Linked DNA regions of Gossypium hirsutum: regions 2 and 3 are each linked to region 1. Evidence: chromatin contacts called from public Hi-C data. All regions are on one chromosome and are shown on one strand. The core of a region is the stretch at or near the end of the contact, and the rest is flanking DNA. Distances in the headings are between cores, read along the strand shown.

What was found. A called contact is a pair of places that touch in the nucleus more often than the background predicts.
Region 2: a Hi-C map of leaf shows a contact between it and region 1, with 1.9 times the contacts expected there. The contact joins the enhancer-like site here to the promoter of LOC107951343 in region 1. A contact is called at or near these places in 5 of 34 Hi-C or Micro-C datasets (callus, hypocotyl, leaf and 1 more).
Region 3: a Hi-C map of leaf shows a contact between it and region 1, with 3 times the contacts expected there. The contact joins the enhancer-like site here to the promoter of LOC107951343 in region 1. A contact is called at or near these places in 6 of 34 Hi-C or Micro-C datasets (hypocotyl, leaf and seedling).

The regions. Positions count from the first base shown.
Region 1 is chrA02:29,825,689-29,829,675 of Gossypium_hirsutum_v2.1, reverse strand. LOC107951343 (receptor protein kinase CLAVATA1) reads left to right here and starts at 1,273. Exons shown (of 2, transcript XM_016886352.2): 1 at 1,273-3,987. The coding sequence starts at 1,901.
Region 2 is chrA02:29,273,309-29,276,985 of Gossypium_hirsutum_v2.1, reverse strand. It overlaps the pseudogene LOC107950990. Among protein-coding and RNA genes, the nearest start is that of LOC107950989, 12 kb to the left of the region's middle. Within about 2 kb of position 1,700, at least 5 of the 9 cell types and tissues checked have an H3K27ac peak or open chromatin away from gene starts, as enhancers often do. A contact at or near this core is called in leaf, where this site is marked.
Region 3 is chrA02:30,417,599-30,421,328 of Gossypium_hirsutum_v2.1, reverse strand. No RefSeq gene overlaps it. Among protein-coding and RNA genes, the nearest start is that of LOC121216860, 28 kb to the left of the region's middle. Within about 2 kb of position 1,523, at least 4 of the 9 cell types and tissues checked have an H3K27ac peak or open chromatin away from gene starts, as enhancers often do. A contact at or near this core is called in hypocotyl and leaf, where this site is marked.

The DNA.
Region 1 (3,987 bases), core at 24-2,523:
GAGAGAATTTGATTTCCATAATTTGGGACATGATGAGATGATGTTATATAATTTCAACAGTTACAGGTGTTGAGGTTAAGCTTTTTTTTCAAAGATATTTTTGAGAATCTTATACTTGTATCGATACAAATTTAACTTGTAGTACCTAACATTTGTTGTCAAGGGTGGTTTTGATTTAGTTCAATCAGATTTTTTAAATTTTCTGAACCATCCATCATAATTCGGTTTAGTTCGATTTGGTTCTCAATTTTTTTATATGAATTTATTGTTTTTATTTTTTGACTTATTTTGATAAAATGAGGTTTATTTTATGACTTTTAAATATTATTTAAAAAATTAGATCTTTTTCATAAATATTTCTCAAAAACAATAATTCTTTAAGAACTTTTAAATTATTAACTATTTTAAATATAAAATATTTATTTTTATATCATAAAAACTAAAATTAATTATATGTAAATAAAAAATAAAATTTAATTCAATTTCGGGTCATTGTGATTTTTTAACTTATATTCGATAAACTATCTAAATATCTCGATTTGAGTTGATTTTTATTCTTAGCCCTAGTGAGGGTTAACCTTCATCTTTTATTGTTTTTCCCTATGCTCCTGAAATTTGGACTCTTAAAATTACAAAAAAAATTTAATATCCATTTGACTCTTTAATCTATACCTTATCTCACAATGCAGCATATCTATATTCATGATATAGTCATGTTTACATTATCTTTTTCATGAACACTATCATATGTTATTTTATAACATAGTTTATTTTTTTCCCTTGGGAGTTTTCTAACAAGCTAATGGCCCAATCATAAATGTTGCTTAAACAAGAAGACAAATATTTGAATGAGATGATGAAGAAATTCTACTTTGGATGTCAAAGCACTTGGATGGTTAGAAGAAGTTGCAGAATACTTGGGTTGGTCCATAAACAATTGCATAAGGGATAGGGAAGGAAGCAAAAGGAGAGGTTAGTGCAGAGGCAATCAACAATGGTCCCCTATTTTGTGGACGGTCCCGATCGGAGAAAAGAACAAAAAGAGTAGACTTTTAGCTCACTGCCAAAAAGGAGTCAGAGGGAGAAAAAGGTGTTTCTTCGGGAAAGGACATTCACAGCCTTTAATCTGGGCCCAGCAATTGACCCCCAAAGCCCATCCCCTGTCTTCATCACTCCCCCAAAAGACAAAATCCACATTCATCTTTCATAATCCCAAATGCTCAAAATAATAATAAGATATATATGGTATAATATTTTTACCAAGCTCAACCTAGTGAATTTGACAGTTTTTCCGAGTGATTTTTTTCTTTCAGAAAAAGAAAAAACAACTGGCGTCTGACAGTAATGCAGTGGGCAGCTGCATTTATAATAGGGCCAATCTTTAGAACCGGCAGATCACGCCGTCAAACCAGATGAGTATAGTACCCTTAGCAATTCACAGTCTCTAAGCCCCACGTAAAATAGTAACCTTCATCAACTCCGTCCCGAGTTAACGTTTCAATCGTTCTTCCTGCTGCCATGGGGACCCTCCCTCCCTCCCTCCCTCATGTTTGACTCACAGAGCTGACAAGCTTTAAAAACTAGTAAATTCAACGTTAACCCTTTCTGTGTTCTACCATTTTCAATTCCATGTAGTGTACGATGCGAACCATGGGCCATCGTATTGCCGTGTCTTTAGCGGTTTCATGCAATCCAGACTCCGCCCTTTCACACACTCTCTCCCTGACTTTTTCAGAGTTCAGATTTTGTATTTGTTTATTTCATATCCAACATTTGATGCTTTGGGAACTACGATCCTCTTTGCGACCCAATATACAGTACAACTCTATTTAACGTAGTGAGCTACTGATAGTAAAGCCTTCACCTCTCTCTGAGCTCAGGAAAAGAGAAGAACACTGAAATGAGAAGCTTTTACAGTTATCTTCTCTGTGTTTTCTCGACTCTTCTACTACTCTTCTCAGCCATCGTCTATGGTTCCAGTGATCTTGAAGTTCTGTTGCTGCTCAAGTCTTCAATGATTGGACCCAAAGGTTTGGGACTCGAGAACTGGGAATTCTCTTCATCTCCATCAGCACATTGCCGTTTCTCTGGTGTTCAATGCGATGAGGATTTCAGTGTTGTTGCTCTGAACGTGTCGTTTGCTCCTCTCTTTGGCACTATTCCTCCTGAAATTGGGCTTCTCAACAAGCTAGTCAACCTCACTATTTCTTCCGATAGTCTTACGGGGAGGATTCCTGTGGAGATGGGTAATTTGACTTCTCTTAAGATATTCAACATCTCCAACAATGTTTTCCAAGGCAGTTTCCCTGGAGAAATCTTTGCAGGCATGATTCACCTCGAGACTCTCGATGCTTATAACAATAACTTCACGGGTGTTCTTCCCATTGAGGTCGTCAATCTTAAATATCTCAAGCATTTATCTTTCGGAGGCAACTTTTTCATGGGAGAGATACCGGAGGAGTACTCTGAAATCCAGAGCTTGGAATATTTGGGTCTTAATGGCATCGGTTTAACAGGGAAAACTCCTGCCTTTTTGGCTAGTTTAACAAACCTCAAATACTTGGTAATCGGATACTTCAACGCCTACGTTGGAGGCATTCCACCTGAGTATGGGTCATTGAGTCAACTCGAACTTCTCGACATGGCAAGCTGTAACCTAACCGGTGAGATTCCTTCGAGTTTGAGCAATTTGAAACACTTGCACTCCTTGTTCCTTCAACTCAACCGTCTCACCGGCCGTATCCCTTCTCAACTCTCTGGTTTAATCAGCTTGAAATCACTTGATCTTTCTATAAATGAACTCACAGGGGAGATACCGGACAGTTTCTCTGCTTTGAACAACATTACGCTTATAAATTTGTTCAAAAACAATCTCTACGGTTTGATACCGTCATTCGTAGGCGATTATCCTCATCTTGAAGTGTTTCAGGTGTGGGGAAACAACTTTACGTTTGAATTGCCCCAGAATCTGGGGCGCAATGGGAAGCTTTATAAGCTTGACGTTGCTTCGAATCACCTCACTGGATTGATTCCTCGGGATTTATGCAGGGGGGGGAGGTTGGAGACGTTGATTATGATGGAAAATTTCTTCTTTGGTCCACTCCCTGAAGAACTTGGCAACTGCAAGTCTCTTACCAAGATTCGTATCATGAAAAACCTTCTCAATGGGACGATTCCAGCTGGGATTTTCAACTTGCCATTGCTGAGTATTATGGAGTTAGGCGACAATTTCTTCTCCGGTGAACTTCCATCACATATGTCGGGTGCTTCGCTTGGTCAGTTAAAAATTTCAAACAATTGGATCAGTGGAAAAATTCCTCCGGCAATCGGCAATTTGCGGAGTTTACAAGTTTTGTCTCTTGAAATGAACAAGTTTTCAGGTGAAATCCCCGGAGAGATCTTTAATATCAAATTGCTTTCAAAGATGAACATCAGTGATAACAATATTACTGGTGAAATCCCACCTTCTATCTCTCGATGCACTTCTCTTACTTCCATTGATTTCAGTCGGAACAGTTTCACTGGTGAAATTCCCGACGGAATCGACGAGCTCAAAGATTTAAGCATTCTCAATTTTTCAAGGAACCAGCTAACTGGTGAAATTCCGGCTGAAATCCGTAACATGATAAGCCTCACAACTCTTGATCTCTCGTATAACTGTTTGGTGGGCAGAATTCCCATTGGCGGTCAATTTTTAGTCTTCAATGATAGCTCGTTTACTGGAAACCTCAATCTCTGTCCTCGTCACGTCAATTGCCCATCTTTGGCAAACCAAACTAGAGGTTCAGGTCATGGTCACGCAGTATCCTTCACTGCTTCAAAGCTCATAATCACAATCATTACGTTTATGATAGCTTTGCTACTGATAATCATCACGGTTTACAGAATTAGAAGGAAGAGGCTTCAACAATCACGAGCCTGGAAGCTTACTGCATTCCAAAGGCTGGATTTCAAAGCTGAGGACGTGCTGGAGTGCTTGAAGAATGA
Region 2 (3,677 bases), core at 451-2,950, 550 kb after region 1:
GTCAAACACCAGTAAACAAAACGCAACTATAGTGGGTAATATTTTTACCACTTTATCCTTAATATGGGTGTGAAAATAAGACTTTTGGGTATCCAAATAAGTAAATTACAAATGTTATTATTATATAGCAATTAAATAAATTTTATTCTTTTATATATGTTGATGTAGTAAATATATATATTTATCATAAAATATATAAATTATATGTTTATTGTCATAATTATTTTAATATTTACTATAAATATATTTTAAAATAAATATATAAATAAAAGTTAATTATAAATAAGTAGATACATGAACTTTATGTAATGTAATTGTTTATTAATAAAATTTTTGTTTTAATATAAATAAAAATTTAATATATATTATTTAATATGGAATAATTATTTATTTTACATATATAATTTAATTTAATTTAATTTAATTTAATTTAATTTAATGTAATATCTTTAATAGTCATTTTTTATTTTCATCTCACCACTACAGTTGTGTTTGAATCCAAACACATACCCCACCGCTATTTCTAATCTCACCGTTACAGTATCCAATCTCACCGCCATAGTAAATAATCTCACCGCTACCACTATTTTGAATCTCACCAGAAGTAAACGCACCGCCCATCCAAATTAAGCCTTAGTTTGGATGGACGGTGTGTTTACCTCCGGTAAGGTTAAAAACAGCGGTGGCGGTGAGATTAGTTACTGTAGCGGTGAGATTGGATACTGTAGCGGTGAGATTAGAAACAGCGGTAGAGTGTGTGTTTGGATTCAAACGCAGCTGTAGCGGTAAGGTGAAAATGAAAAATGACTATTAAGGACATCATATTAGAATTGATATATAATAGAAGTTTTTAAATTATTTTACTTATATAAAATTATTAAAATATGTGAATTTATAAATTTATTTAATAAAATATTAAAATGTATCTTTTAATATTTTATTATAAATATTTTAATGAATTATATAATCAATTTAAATTATTTATTAGATAAAATGATAATAATTTTTAATTTTTAATTTTTATTATATAACCAATGTTTAAAACGAATGAAATCATCATATTTTCTTCCATATGCTCCATTCTTCCTTTGCCTTCTAAAAATTCTAAGTTCTGTTCTCCATTCTTGACAGTAGCTAAAAGCTTGAACTTCAAGCATTTTTCCTTCATATTTTACCCGGGTATAATACGTTGCTGCTGGTGCTCTGTTTGAAATTCTTACTTTACCCGGTTAAAGTGTGTTGAAACTCCAACATAGATAGCAGAATTTGCCCGCCAAATCTGAAAAAAATAACAGATTGATAAAGAAACTTTAAGGATAAAATGGTAAAATAATAAATGGAAGTTCAACCAGTGAGCTTATTGCTGCTGAAAGCTCCAGTTGATTTTTGGGATAGCAGTGTGGTGAGAATTGATTTTGGTTGCACTGAAACACTCAACCAAACATCTTCCCAGTGAGGTTGGAAGTCCAACTGCACCTCACTAGCTTTAAACGGTGAACCAAAAGAAGCCTAAACCTTATACTAGGCATTTTTGAGATCGAAAAAGAAATAGATAGTGAGGAGTGGGGACAAAATAGGTTAAAAACTCAAAAGGGCCGCTAAGCTAGTCTAATGTGTAAAACCCACATTGCACAGAGACGGGAAGCAAGGACTGACATCTCCTATAAAATAGAAGGGTCCCCAAAGACTATAGCCTGATACTTTAGGCACTGAACGGGATATGTTGAGTGGTCATTACTCGCAGGCTTTGCCAACACTTGGGCACTACCACTCCTATCTTTACCACCTGATCTCTACCTTGGAGGGAAAAAAGCACATCAATAATTCTAGTTTCGAAATTAAGTTTGTCATTCTTTTGGTAGGATACAAAGCAAATTGAGAAACTCTGCTGAGTTGTTTGTGGATTATTGAAATTATTTTCTGGAGAGCACTATTGGGTTACTATCTCCAAAACTACGAGATTTGAAGAGTTACTATTTGTAATTTTATTTATTTGTATTATTAAAAGTTAACGTAATTGATGGAATAGACACCATTTTTTAAGTATAAGATTAAAATATAATCTGACTCTTAATTAGACTTGTTAATAGGCCAGACCACCTAATGTGGGAGGGTTTGAGTAAAAATATAGGCTCGAAAAATGGATTTAGACAAAAAATAAGGTCTGTTTAAAAAACAGGCCGGTTCTTAGGTAAGACATTTTTAGCCCGGCTCGGCTTGAATTCACTAAATTCAATAAATTAATTTATTATTCAAATTATTCGAATTGTAAAATTTAACTCGACTCAAAACTGAAATTACTTATTTGAGTTGACTCGAACAACTCAATTCAATTAATTAGAAATTTGAATTTTTATTTTACTTTTTTGAATCAAATCAAATTTTGTTCACCTCTAACTCAAATTTGTTTGGATTGACTAATACCATACTGTTTCAATACGAAATTAAGTTTCATTTCGATTAAAATTAGATTTTACAAATATTAAAACGTGCTAATATCAATATATACTAATACCAAAACAAAAACAATATATCCACTTGTTAAGATGACTTGGGAAAAAAAATACCAATATACAATATATGGAAGGTATTATGTACACTCTAATGAATCTCACATATATTTAATAATAGAATGAGAAGAATGGGACTGTTAGGAATGAGACAAGAAGTGACATTCAAGTTGCGAGGTCTAAACCATCCATCACATCCAATATATTTGTTTTTGAATGCTTGCAACTCTTTCTTGCCCTATCAGGAGAGTTCCCAGCACTTCTACTTAATGCCCAAACTTTGATCCTTTTGTTTTTGCCTAAAGGAAATTCCTGACTTTTGCTGATTCCAGGAACCAATCTCCTCCCACTCACCTTGCTTAACAACTTCCTGTCTTGTTCTGACAGTTCAACCTTGCGGGGTTTAGTACCACTATTCAAGGATAGAAATTGCCGCTGCATCTTGGAGTGAAAAGGAGATCGAAATGTCTGAGGCTTGGACCCGTGATCTCTTTGTTTCACTAAGCTGATCAAATGATGAAGCAATGCCACCAATTCAAGGACGTATGCATCTGTTTTCGCTTTATCAGCATGATAAAGCGTCTGAAGGCCGGTGAGGGCAATATTTACCGCTGCGCTTCTTCCAAATTCATTGCTGTCAAACACCAGGAAACAGAATAAGTCCATTCACATGTGACAATATGCACACAGAGAGACAAAGAAAAGCCTTTCACTAACCCTGTGCTCGCCCATTCTCCAACCCATCCAAAACCTTGATGTGCTCTGTTGCAAAAAAAGAAGAAATATTACCTAGGAATTTTGGCTTAATTTCTCAAAAAAATTAAATCTAAACAAGCATAACATAACATACTTGGTTGTGTTTGTGGCAACTGGAACAAGCCACTGTAGTGTCTTTTCCATTTCATCCTTGACCTGTGATATTGAGCGCTACAGAAAAAAGAAAGCAATTAAGTGATAGTGTTCAAACAATAGATGAACTCAAGCAATGAAAATCAAAGACTATAGGAGTATGGATCACAGTTGAACTATTACCAAAACAAAAAGAAAAGAATGTATACCTCTTCCTTGGTGTCAATGGACTGCAATCGAGACCTTAAAGCTTTCTTAACAGTGGGTGGCAATCCATGATATAATGTGTCCCTGATATTAGGAGGAAGTGAGGCTGGT
Region 3 (3,730 bases), core at 274-2,773, 590 kb before region 1:
AGCGAAAAGCTGGGCAAAGGCAAGCTGCTAGGTGGTGGAGAGAGTGTAAAGATAGAACTTGAAAGCCTCTCCAAATCTCTCGCAGCCACCTGGGGTCCTCCTGATGCCATGACAAAGGGCTTACTAATTGCACCTTGTGCTTTTTTTCCCTCCGTTGGTCTGGTTTGAAGTTTCTTTGGCTCTCCTACTGATTTCCCACTGAGTTGCTTTGATTTTGATCTCTTTGGAGGGGTCAGAGATTGGTCTTTGTTTCTGTTGCTTTTGAGGTTAGATGGAGAAGATAGAAGGGTTGGGGTTCGAGAAGGGAGCGAAGTATGAAGAGGTTTATTAGGGAGTGGAAGTGGAAGGAGAGGTGGTTGCTGCTGAGCCTGATAGAATGGATAAGAGAAGGAAAGAGAAGGTAGGGGAGCCAAAAAGAGGCCTCCTCCTCCTCCTCCTCCCCCCCATGGATGATGCTCGTGTGAGCTCCACTACTATGTCTCCTTGGAATGTTCTTGAGTTGCTTGTTTGGAGAAACAGATTTCTCAGCTGAAGATGGCAAGAAAATCCCATCCATAATACTACTGGGTTTTGCTTTGGCAAACAACGAACAAGCTTTTTCAATATCAAACAAAAAGAGGCGATGATCTTCGCAATAATATGATCAAAAGCCTGAACCCAAAAACATGTTCAAGATATATATATTTCAGAGGAAATCTTTACAGATTTTCTCAATGAAAAGTAAAAAGAAAAAGAATATTATTGGTTAGAAAATGCTATTGATAAACAGAAAATAGATACAAAATCGATTTCGATCCCAGAGGGATCCGAAATGGTTTGGATTTTTAATTTATTTTACTTTTCTTCCTGACTTTCATGTGTTTTAAAGTCTGTGCCTCTTTTTATACAAGTAATAAACTCCACGTCTCCAACGGCTACTTTATTTTTTATTGTAATTTACTTTTCGTTAAAATTGTCTGTTAGGCCCTATACTTTTGATAAAATTTGAGATTTGTTCTCCATATTTAAAATGTTAGAAATTAAGCCCTTTAACTGTTTTGATCTAAAAATCCCAATCCAATCATTAAAATAGTAAGTATTTTTTGTCAAAATTTACCAATTTAGCATGTTGATTAAGTTTCCCTCATCTGACATGTCATATGAGTGAAAATAAACATTTTAACATATGATAATTATTGGATTAAGATTTTTAAATTGAAAAAGTAAGAGAATTGAGTTTTTAAATTTTAAAATATAGGGAGTAAATATCAAATTATATAGAAATGCAGGGACTAGTAACATACTTTCTCCTTTACTTCTTTTTTTTTTTCATTTTCTTTATAATAAAAATGTTACCACAGACACCTAATTTACCGACAGCCATTGCAGTCCAAGGCTTGGGAAACACTGTTGGGCGGCAGCCGTCAATTCGATTGACGCCGTTGGATCGAATAATTAGAAATAGCCGGTGAGGAGATACCAGCCGTTGATCACTCCCTCGGGCTCTAGGATGTTGGTCTGGTTTGAAAGGGACTTGAAAGAATCCTAGCAATACACGTATCCCACTTGGCGGGACCCAAGACTATTTAATGACCATCTTATGCAAGAGCAACACATAAATAGAAAATAGGAGTAAAACATTAAATATTTTATGTGATAATACAGTGCAAGACCTTAAGGGATTGGTACACGTGGCAGAAGGCCAGCCAGTCTTGATGTGAATTTCCGGTCCATGATTGGTCGGTGCCATGCACGTGACCTTCATTCACATCTATTAATTTTGATTTAAACGATGTATAACGACGTCTTTGTCCATTTAATGGAATAATCTCTGTTATCCCAGATCATGGAATTGCTTAATTTGAATTGAATTCAATGTTTCTCTTTTTACTTGCTTAATCACATCGAATCTCATAAGAATTCGTGACTATTTTTAAAATATATATTAACAAATCATTACCTCATTTAATTGGTAAAAGTAGAGATTTTGCTTCAAAGATTTATCATGCCTAATTTATATAAGTTTTTAACTTTTATAATATATGAGAGTTTTGGTCTACTTAATCGTAATTGGTTGATTTTAGTTTAAACTATATTAATTCTTAATTTGTTTATGTTATAATAATTTGAATGTACAGTTCATTTATAATAGTTTAATACTTGTATTTATAATTGTATTGTCCTTGTTACAATTCATAAATATATATATAAAAAAAACTAAAAAAATATGTATTTGTATTTTATGTAATAATCATATTCATGGTATTATATATTTATATGAAATTTTATATATTTATAATTCCTTTATATAAAAAAAAATTCATTATTTAATATTTAAAAATTTGGCGAAGTTAGTGTCACTCTTAGTTAGGTTACCAACTCAATAATGAAATTACATGAATATTTTTATTTTAAACTATAATATTATTATGAAGCCATTTTGTCTTTTCATACTTTTATAAGTAAAATAACATGGACACCCCTATATCAGGATTCAATTTGCATTTTGTCCCCTCTGCTTAAAAGATGGGCAAATTAATCCTTGGACATTAGATTAAATGCAAAATGATTGTTTTATTAAAAATTCCATCCAATTCTTCTATTAAAAACTAGTCATTGTACATCAATAAAATGTACACATGACACGTCACATGTCATTTTCTAGTTATTCAGTCAACCACGCAAGTTTTTAACAGTACAAATAAATAAATTTTTTAACAGAAAGGACTAATTTTCTCTTTGATTTAACGTATAAGGACTAATTTATTTATTTTTTAGTAGAGAGAAAAAAAAATACAATTTGACTCCTAATATAAAAACACCCATAATTCTTTTACCTACTTTAATATTATTTTTAAATAAATCAATTAAGAATCATAAATCCAAAAATTAAACATATATTCAATAATATTAAAATACTAATTCATCATCACTCGATCTATTTTCACTAATATATAAATTTTAAAAAATATATTTTTAAGGAGAAAATCTAATTTATATTATTCTCATATTATACTTGTGTCATATAATCATTTTGTATATAATACTAGTTGACATTATTAAAATCGGTGTCAATTTCATGTTAACACCACCATGTTACCCTTTTTATATCATAATCATATTCAATGTACTAAATATTGGTACAAATTTAACACATCACTAATTATTTTTTAAATGAAAAAAATTATTTTACTTTGATTTTTAACACCTTCGTGCATTTATGTTGTGTCATCTAGTGTTCATGTTGAACTCACATTTATATTGTGTTTATTCGACGATAAATTTATATCAATGATCGAAATTATTCAAGATTTCTGAGTGTAAATAGTGTTTTTTAGAAATATAGTAGATAAAAATTTAAATTACGTACATAATTAACCATATTTACAAATGATTTAATTTATAAAATATTTTTATCAAATTCCTCACAAGGTTTATTTAAACCGTGATAATAAATACATAAAAATATTTAATGCAATTTAAAATAATTATAACATTAAAAATAATCGAATTTTAACTTGGTTAGCATGAACATTGTTATCGATGTAAGAGAACGTAGTTCAAGCATGCTAAACTATATTTATTCTCCTATTCAAGGATTGAGAAATAGTTATAAGTAATAGAGATAATTTATTGGGGACTAAACCTGTCCAAGAGTTGAATAGCTCACCTGACATGATAAACCTGATCCGATTAGAACTCGACTTGAATAAAGATTTTTACATTTCGACTCGACATGCATTTAATTTGA